2 separate regions of the Gossypium hirsutum genome follow, and region 1 is linked to region 2. A link is a contact called in public Hi-C data. All regions are on one chromosome and are shown on one strand. The core of a region is the stretch at or near the end of the contact, and the rest is flanking DNA. Distances in the headings are between cores, read along the strand shown. Region 1 holds the start of LOC107903688 (TORTIFOLIA1-like protein 4). Region 2 holds the start of LOC107903689 (DExH-box ATP-dependent RNA helicase DExH15 chloroplastic).

The links. A called contact is a pair of places that touch in the nucleus more often than the background predicts.
Region 1: a contact with region 2 is called in a Hi-C map of leaf, with 1.6 times the contacts expected there. The contact joins the promoter of LOC107903688 here to the promoter of LOC107903689 in region 2. A contact is called at or near these places in 3 of 34 Hi-C or Micro-C datasets (anther and leaf).

The regions. Positions count from the first base shown.
Region 1 is chrD05:48,270,315-48,275,243 of Gossypium_hirsutum_v2.1, reverse strand. LOC107903688 (TORTIFOLIA1-like protein 4) reads right to left here and starts at 1,623. Exons shown (of 5, transcript XM_016829830.2): 1 at 515-1,623; 2 at 297-402; 3 at 1-51. The coding sequence starts at 1,330.
Region 2 is chrD05:48,117,348-48,122,170 of Gossypium_hirsutum_v2.1, reverse strand. LOC107903689 (DExH-box ATP-dependent RNA helicase DExH15 chloroplastic) reads right to left here and starts at 2,364. Exons shown (of 9, transcript XM_016829832.2): 1 at 1,722-2,364; 2 at 1,463-1,638; 3 at 1,033-1,146; 4 at 603-711; 5 at 432-518. The coding sequence starts at 2,216.

The DNA of each region.
Region 1 (4,929 bases), core at 374-2,873, 150 kb before region 2:
CATCATCGACACTTTTTGTAACTGAATGAAAGCATCCAAAGCTACCATTACCTGCTTCTACGGGCAAAGCACAAAAGCATATAAATGATAAAAGAAATAGTTGCAGCAGTAGTCACCGAGCATAAAAATTTACAGCAGCAGAATAATAGTGACAATAGAATTTTCCTGTTTTTAAACTAAAAAGAAATGTAAACATGCTGTCCATTTAATGCCAAATTTTCTGGGTTTGGACATGATTAACTTCCAAACTTCACAAAAAAACAATATAAACAAAATTGAATATTTCTTTATTATACCTACTGAAGGTGAGTCAGACTGAGAAGGAGCTGAGACCTCACAAACTCCAGGAACTTCCTTCCATAAATCCAAACTACGATTGAAAGTTTCTCGTACAATCTTTACCTGCAGCAGCAAAATTTTCACAAAAGGATAAAGCACTCTTCTTACTTTTCCTTCTTGGGAAAAATCGATTAATTATTAAATAATTACTGAGTAAAGATACACAAGGATGCACCTTATCAAACCTCTTATTTTCTAGAGCCACCACACACGCCGATTTATACTCCGCTGTCAGCTCTTTCTCCGCCATCGCCACTTTCCCCAACGCCTCCGCTGCCGCCTTTCTCGTTGCCCAATCTTCGCTACTCAAAGCATCCACCGCACAAGGCACCAACCAATCCAAAACACCTTTACTTCCGGCACCGCCAACACTAGCGACGCTTCCTATAACTCCAAACACTGCTGCTTTCGCCTTGAAACTTTCGTTACTAACCAACTTCCCTAACTTCGGTAACACCTTCCGAAGCTGCTCCGACTCAGGATCCGGCGCCGCATCGATCGCCGCCGCCAAACACATCGCGGCTCCGACCTGCGAGTTCACGTCTTGCTCCACAACGAGCATTTCGATCAACGGCTTCGACAAAACCGAAAACGGAGGTTTAGTGATGTGAGACGACATTGCGGCGGTTGCCTCGACACAGGCGGATCGGACGGCGGAGTCAGGGTCTCGTAGTCGACGTGAAAGCGTGGAAACCATCTTAGAAAGGTAAGGAGACAGTGCGTTGCCGTGCGAACGAGACAACAACGTCAAAAGGCAAACGCATTGTCTCCGAACCGGAGACTTGGACGAAGAATCGGTGCCGTAGAGGCAGTTAAGGAAGGGAGAGATGGAATCTGAAGTGAGGTTGCGAGCGATGGAGTCGAGCTCGGCGGAAGCGACGGCAAGAGTGTCGCGGTCAGCGAGTTTGTTGAGGCAAGTATAAACGCGTTGTTTGAGATCCTGCGGTTGCGGTTGAAGAATCGTCGTCGGAGATCGGTTCTTGAAAGACATTGTTGTTTTGGCGGTAAGTTATGTATTTTCAGATAAATTTTGGGGAAATAGAGAGAAGCGGTGAGTTTTGGTGGTTTTGGGAAATGGCGGCAGCGGAAGGGAGGCGATGGTTGTCAGTTATTATAGTCATAAAAAATAATAAATGCAGCTTGCAGGAGCCTTTTTCCATTAATTACAATTTTCTTCTTTTCTTTTTACGTTTTCATATTAAATTATTATTTGGTGAAAAAAATAAATAAATATTTTTTTAAAAATATTTTTTTTGTCAATTGGGTTTTAGATTGATATCAACCTTGTTGATGTTAGCACGGGAGGACTTGGATTTAAATATACTAAAACGTATTATCCTCCTATTTTAAGAATTATGGAGGAGTTATGGGTGATTTTAGTATTGTATAAAAAATATGATAAGAATTTATAATGAGATTAATGTTAAAATAATATTTAATTTTCTCAATTACAATAAATAAAAAATTATTTATATGGTTTCAATGCTTTTAATTGAGTTGGTTACATAAAACAGCTGCATGTCAAATCAATTAGAGAAATAATGAAGTATTTTTTTATTTAAAATAAATAATATTATTTTAAAATACTTTATTTTTTAAAATAGGTTTTAAAGAATAATTTATATATGATAAAATTTGAACACATGATATTTTGATAAATAAAACTTTAACTTTATCGCTCCGCCAAAGCTTATCTTAAAATATTTTGTACATTTTAATTTTATCGTATGCAGTTTATTACTTCCATTGATTGTATATACTAATAATGCTATGGATTGAATTGGTGTTATAAGGTAACTCGACATAAACTCAATAGTGATGACAACATTATTATGAATAATTATAGTCCATTTAATATTCTTAATCTGATGTATTTACGTGTCTAAATTTTGTTTTATTCATAATTTAATATAATTTTTTCATTTTAACTTTGTACATATTGAATGTGTTATTATTAATTAGTTTCAAATATTATGTTTTAATTATTTATTACATGTTATTTTCAAACGCACACCTATATCTAAATATGTAGTTCAATTGATACAAATTCTAAGTTCAACTTCTAAGCACCGTACCTTTACACTTAGGGTATGTTGTGCTGGTCGAATATTACATTACGACTTATGATGTTACATTCCAGAATACGACCACGTTGTTTGGATTTTCAACATTTCAGTCACCCCGTAATCTTACATTCCCAAATAGTATCATGAGGTCATAGTATAGGGTGTAATCAAATTACGGCTCATTCCTTAGGTTATCTTAGATTACAAGTGTAATATTAAATTTTGAAGCATTTTCCCTTTGTTTTTTTTTTAAATTTTATTTTAATAAATTTAGGTTTTTGCCCTCAAATAAAATTTAAGGTAAACTACACTAGTAGTCACTCAACTATTAGTAAATTTCTTTTTTGGTCACTCAACTATGAAAAGTTAGAAAATGATCACTCAACTATTCAATTTTGTCTTTTATGGTCACTCAACTGTCTTGAAATATTAGACGTTCCCATTTTTATGTTAGCCAGCTAGTGACAAAAAAAGAGATAAAATTGAATAGTGGGGCTACCATTTTGTAACTTTTCATAGTTAGGAGAAAAAAAATACTAATAGTTGGGGGAAATCATTAACTTTTCATAATTGGATGACCAAAAAAGAAATTTACTAATAGTTGGGTGACTACTAGTATAGGTTACCCTAAAATTTAAAACTAATTAAAAAATATATCTCTTTTTTTCTTTTAACAATGAAACCCTAATATTATATTTACTATAATAATTTATTTATTAATATATTAATTATGGCTAGTAATGCAATCACTTTTCATGAATTATTATAATTATGATTTATAAATTTATTTTAACATCATATATTCATTTATTAATATACAAATCATAATAATTTATCATACTTTTAAAGAAAATTGAGATTAAAAATAATAAAATAACTAAAAAAATTATAACAAGGATGATTTGATAAAACATATTTGTAGATAATTTTATATTTCATCAACTAAACACTCGAATCTTAAATTTCAACTAAATAAATAATACCATTATACATAATCTTAAATTCCCATCATCTATTACGAATTAAAAAAAAAAACTCAAACAACCTTATCCTCTAACATTTAATTCTTACCTATAAACCTACATATTACATTAAGATTATGTGCACTTATGCAACAACTTCATAATTCAGGAATCAATAGGGAGAGAATTTTAGAGGCACATGGTGGTTGATTTACAAAACTAGTTGTGTGAATAATATCCCAACCCTATCTTTTTCAACTCTTTTCTATTTTCTTAACACATTCTTATATTATGTAATTTAAATTTCTTTTACAATGTAAGAAATTATATTATAATAAAAAATTAATTTATAAATAGAATTTTAAAATCTATTCGTATTATTATTTCTCTTTATTATATATTTAAAAATATGAAATGGGAAACCTCCTTATGACTTACGAGTACAATAAAGTGATGAGATGAAGTTTTGAACAGCCAATCACGTGACAGTTGAAGATAGGTTTATTGAATGCACTAAATCTAGAGACACATGATAAGCACACCTTTCAATATTTGATTCAAATATATCAATTTTAATTTGTCATCGAAATTATTCAAATTTAAGAAGAAATGAAATTTATATTAATTAAATCTTTATAAAAGAAACTGTGATTATCGATTTAGCGATCGAGGATCAAAATTTCAGCTGACATTCAGGTTAGAGTTTTAAGTGACATCTTCTATGACCTTTTGTTTCACAGTCTTGGCCCTTTGACCTATTTTCTTGCTCTACGACTTTATTGTAATGCTACTAGTTTGATTTTTTCGCTACCAAAATATATATTTTTTACCTTCTTCGTAACCTTGAAATGCATAAATGTAAGGTTGTAGTTAGATTCGCTAAAATACCAACCAAGAAAAATGAATTGGGATTTTAAAATTTTCCTTTTTAAATTAAAAGGAGAAGTGAGAAAGTTTGGACAAATCAATATATAGTGATTCGGTCTCAATTGCATACTTCCATTATCTTGGTATACTTTAATCAAGGATTTTCTCAAACCACTTGTTGAGCATGACTCCTATTTCAGTCAAATTTGAGAAATAATCTTTCAGTTAAACTTTGTTTATTTGTTTCAATCAAACTCTGATTAGTCTAGATTATTTTATTATTATTTGACCTATGAATTTAGCCTATAAATAAGCTCTTTTACAACCTTAGAAAATACACCCATTAGAGATTAGAACTCATAACACATTTAGAGAATTTTGTGTTTATGTTTTGAGGGTTCTTTGTTTTCAGGGTTTAGTTTTTATCTCCATCTTTTGCACTATTCATTCTTTTGCCATTATAATAAAATTATCTTTACCCATGGTTTTTTTATCCTCTTTGGAGGGGTTTTTCAACGTTTAGTTTGTGTGTTCAATTTCTCAATTTATTCCACTATTTTTTGTTGTTGCTTAATCGGGTTGATCCTAACAAGTGGTACCGGAGCTAGTTTAATTTTCATAGATCATCCCATTCAGAGATGGTAGCAAGAAGGTTTGAATTTGAGAAGTTCGATGGTGAGACAAATTTCAATCTG
Region 2 (4,823 bases), core at 1,115-3,614:
TAGAGCATATGCACTTCTGACAAAGCTCATCTTGGCACAGGATGCCAAGCCCAGCAAATTAATACACTGAGACATCAACTCAAGCCCCATGAGATCATGCTTGACCAGACAATATATTGCACATGATCTTTTTTTAGTAATCAAGCCATGTGAAAAAAGGTACATCAAGAAGTGTAACAAGCAGTAGAAAAAAGCAATAAATTTCATCATGGAGGAAAAGCCAAAATGCAGAAAAGTAGTAACACTTCAACTCCAATATCGAGATTAAGGCATAAACACTTCACCAGAACATCCATTTTGAGTTTGTGAACCCAAGAGGTAGAGCAGACAAACAAAAGCAAGGAAAGATACAGACAGTAGATGACAACTCTCAAACATTTGAACTAATATCAGTGCTGGAACATATGATATAATAAGACAAGGAACGCTACCTGACCAATCCAACCAGCTAGCTCATCTGGATTTGCAACTGTCGCTGACAGGCTTATAAGTTGAACTTCTTTAGGGCAATAAATCACCTGAAAATATTTCAGAACTTGGTGAAAATGTATTGCATTTGACATTCTAGATATAAATGAGATTCAAAAATCAGATAAACTCACAATCTCCTCCCACACAGTACCCCGAGATATGTCACTTAAATAATGAACCTCATCAAGAACAATCACATCAACATGAAAAAGACCACTCCCAGAAGAAGCCATTCCAACACTGCATCAACAAATCCAAAACCAACATGCTTAATATTACCAATTAACAAGAACATTAAGAAGGAAACTTATGGAGGTTGCAACTTGAAATTGAAACATGAAATACCTAGATGAACGTAGAAACTGCTACCACAAGTTGCAAAGTGATATACCATACTTAATACATAAAAGTATATAATACAGTGACTAATTAATATGCACTAGATACTTGGTGCCATTCACATCAAAGCTGCACAAATGTCATGCTTATGCTTTGGAAATACCAAGTACATTTCTTCCACCATTCATACCATGAAATTCCTGAAACTGTTATCCGATGTACCTATTATACAGCATGTTCCGCAGAATCTCTGTAGTCAAGACTAAAATCTGAGCATCCTTGTTGACAGCAGAATCTCCTGTGAGAAGGCCAACATTATTATCCCCAAATGTCTCCCTAAAACAACAAAGATCACTATATCAGCTCGAAGGGTTCATATCACCTATAATTATTTGCACTACAATGTAAGCATGACCCAATGCCACTATTCATAGTGGCAGGGCGCCTTGAAAGTTATTTGGAGCCTGGAGGCCATATGAACTCCACAATTATGGTGAGGTTTAAATTTTAAAATTTAATGCATTAATAGCATGTTTCAACCCAAAACCACTGACAAACTAACGAAACTTAAAATTATTTGAAAAAGGTAATAGAAAACGAAAATTATAATTCATTATGCATGTTGAGAGGGGAAGAAAATAGCTCTAATTACCTAAACTGTCGAAACTTCTGATTGGATAATGCCTTAAGCGGAGTTGTATAGAATAACCTCCTTCTCCTGGCTACCGTCGCCACGGCAGCAGCTTCCGCAATTAAAGTCTTTCCGCTGCTGGTGGGCGCTGAAACCACCACAGACGAACCCCTTAAAAATGCTTCTATCGCCATTCTCTTCAAAATACAAGGGCAAGATCATTAGAACTTCAAATTCTTCTTCTTTTTTATCTTTAAAGAACATATTAAAAATAAGGAACCTGAAATTTATCAATGCGAAAATCGTAAATATCAGCGAGTGCATCGACGTCAATCATTTCCTCCCCCAATTCCTTAACTAGATTACAAAGCTTTTCAACTCGTTGCCAAGTGGATTCTATCTGCCAGTTGGATGAATCCACTGAGATTTCTTTTTCGTTTTCGTTTTCGTTTTCGGTATAGTCTTCATCTTCGTCTTCGCTCGGTCGGACATCATTGGAAACTTCACCGGAAACGTCTTCGTATTCGTCGTATTCATCAGCAGCTTCAAAATCATCGTCGTCTTCGTCATCTTCGAGTTCCTCGTCAGAGAGTTGGGGCTCAGCGGAGAAGGGAGAGCGAGGGGATTTGAAAGAGAGACGAAAAGAAAGCGGAGAGAGGATGGAAGTGGGGCGAGGGAAAGGTAGGGATTGAGAAATGGAGCGGAAGTGAGGGAATTGGGAGTGTTTGGCTTGTCGGAAAAGAGAAGGAAGGGTGAGGATTGAGAGAGTGTTCATGGCGGGAGTTGCTCAGCGGTATTGTAGACCGAGTTACTTACACCACTGGACAATCCATTTGGATACCAACCAATACAAAATTGAACCGGCGGCGGTTTGAATATTTATTTTGTTATATAAATTACAGAATATCTTTGCTTCGTTTCGTTGTCTACTTCAGCCAGCGTTACACTAGATTTTTTTTGTATGAGGATTTTTTCGCTTCCCAACTTCACCAAAAAAAAAAAGCGCTCCATTTAATATTTTATCTTTTTTTAATTTTTAAAATTATATTTTTCTATCAGATCATTTCAAAATAAATGAATGAGTAAATTGCAATGATGATTATGAGCAAAGTGAAGTGTCCATAAAGTTGATAGGTGAACCAGTGAAATGCACAAAGTAATACTTGATAAACGAATAATCATAAATGGCTTTTAAAACAAACAATATTAGAAATGTGTATGTAATTATGTGTACATGAGTTATTGTGTGGTAACGATGTACAATATAGATTTTGAAAATGTGATAAGTAAGTGCAATGCTCTAGTAAACTTAGTGAAATAGTGAGGGTACAATTAGCATACTAATAAGGATGTGCACGCTTTGTGTTGAAGATAGTGTTTAGTGTGAAGACAGATATTTATGCCATATAGCATAACACTTAAGTTCATAGTGAGGACCTTAAGTGATTTGGTGTAAGGTTGGTTACACCTTTAGTGCAAATTAGTGTATAGTGTTTGGTTGAAATCCCGAGTATCCAAATGAATTTTTCTAGAATTTACTAAGGGCTAAATGTTACAATTATTGATAATTGGAAGTAAAATTTCAATGTAAGCTAAAAAAGATAGGAATAAAATGGCATTGATGATAAGTGCAAGTAGTGATAGATTAATAGAAGAAGATTCAATAAGAGACTATTGATGCCAATAGTAATAAGTGAATTAGTGAAACAATAATTCATTAAAAGGGCTAGGTGATCAGCAAGTGAGTAAATGAACTAATAAAAAAAGTAATTGTTGGATCTAGTGCCCCAAGTGTAATATATTCGTTTTGTATACTTGTATTTTTCAAACAATTTGGTTTAATAAAAATATTTATAAATTACATTGGTACCCTTGTATATTGTCCTCAATGTTTTTGCACGCAAAGCAAAATAAAAGCAAATATTGACTCACTAGTTATCTGTAACACCCCTCGCTTGACCCAGTTGTCGGGTCCAAGCTACAAGGTGCTATAGTCGCTGTTGGAGCAACTACAGTCAATTTATAGAAAAATATTTACATGCACGTGTAATTAAATGCTAAACATATTCATTTATGGATAAACAATCAAAACAAGTCTTAACCGAGCTTATGATAGTTTTTTGTTGACTCGAGAACGCAATAGGACCAATTGCAAAGTTTCAAAATTTCAGGGCCAACGTCATGATGTCATCACTTCCACGTCGCGACATCGCCAAACAATTTGTCACATCACAACGCCAAGCCACTCGACGTCACTTATTGTCGGTCAACATTGCGATGAGAAGAGTTGCTCGTCAAGGCGTGAACTCTGTTTTTGATAAAAAAAATTGAGTCATTTGGTACCTATTTCAAACTTTCCACCAAGCATACCAATTTATGCATAAAACATTTACTTTACCTGATTCAAAACATGCCAAAATCATACCAAATGAGCTTAATACTCATACTCAACTTTTCAACAAGTTATTCATTACTTAAACAATCAATTGAACTTAAACATTTTAATGTCTTTAAAGCATACCAAATCAGTCATCCAATACCAAACTTTACTTATCTTTTACCATATTGAAACACACTATTTCATTTCATTTATACACACTTTGGCATATTATGCACATCAATGTCTTATAAGCTTCAAAATATAACAATCAACTATCCAAATTAGACTACATTATTCATCAACCATCATTCAAACATGTTTGATCCCAAGTGATCCATTCAACTATGTTAATCATGTTTAACTTAACTCACATATGCATACATGTACAGTTCAACATGACAACTTTCATGATTTTAAACATGAAGTAGATAACCATCTATTTAACACATAATTCAAGCATGAAAATCAAACATACCATGTCCAACGTTTGAAATCATCATTATGTACCATATTCATCACAAGATACTAATTTATCAAGATTTTTATACATTTAAGTATATACCATGGCACCTATATACATGACACAACCCTGACTCAAAATGATAAAAAAACTATCGATTCAGTAATAGGATAGTGTGAGCTTCCAGTTGATCCGACTTGATACGTTCCATAGGGTGCTGATCTACAAGGAAAAAGGGAAAGCAACGAGGTAAGCATATACGATACTTAGTAAGTTCATAGGCATTAAAAAAAAACTTACCTTATTTCAATTAAATATGTTAAACTACCACATTGTTGGTTAGTTTGGCTAAACATAACATATCACAAAATCAACAAGGTGAGTATTATACCCAAAATCAAACTAAATAATGCCGTAGGTGATCAATATGCTAGTTCATGACATAATGGGTCACAAAATCAATTTCATTCTCATTCAAACACATGGTTCATGCTTATTTCAATATCTTTATATTTGAATATCAAGTTCTTTTTATCACAATT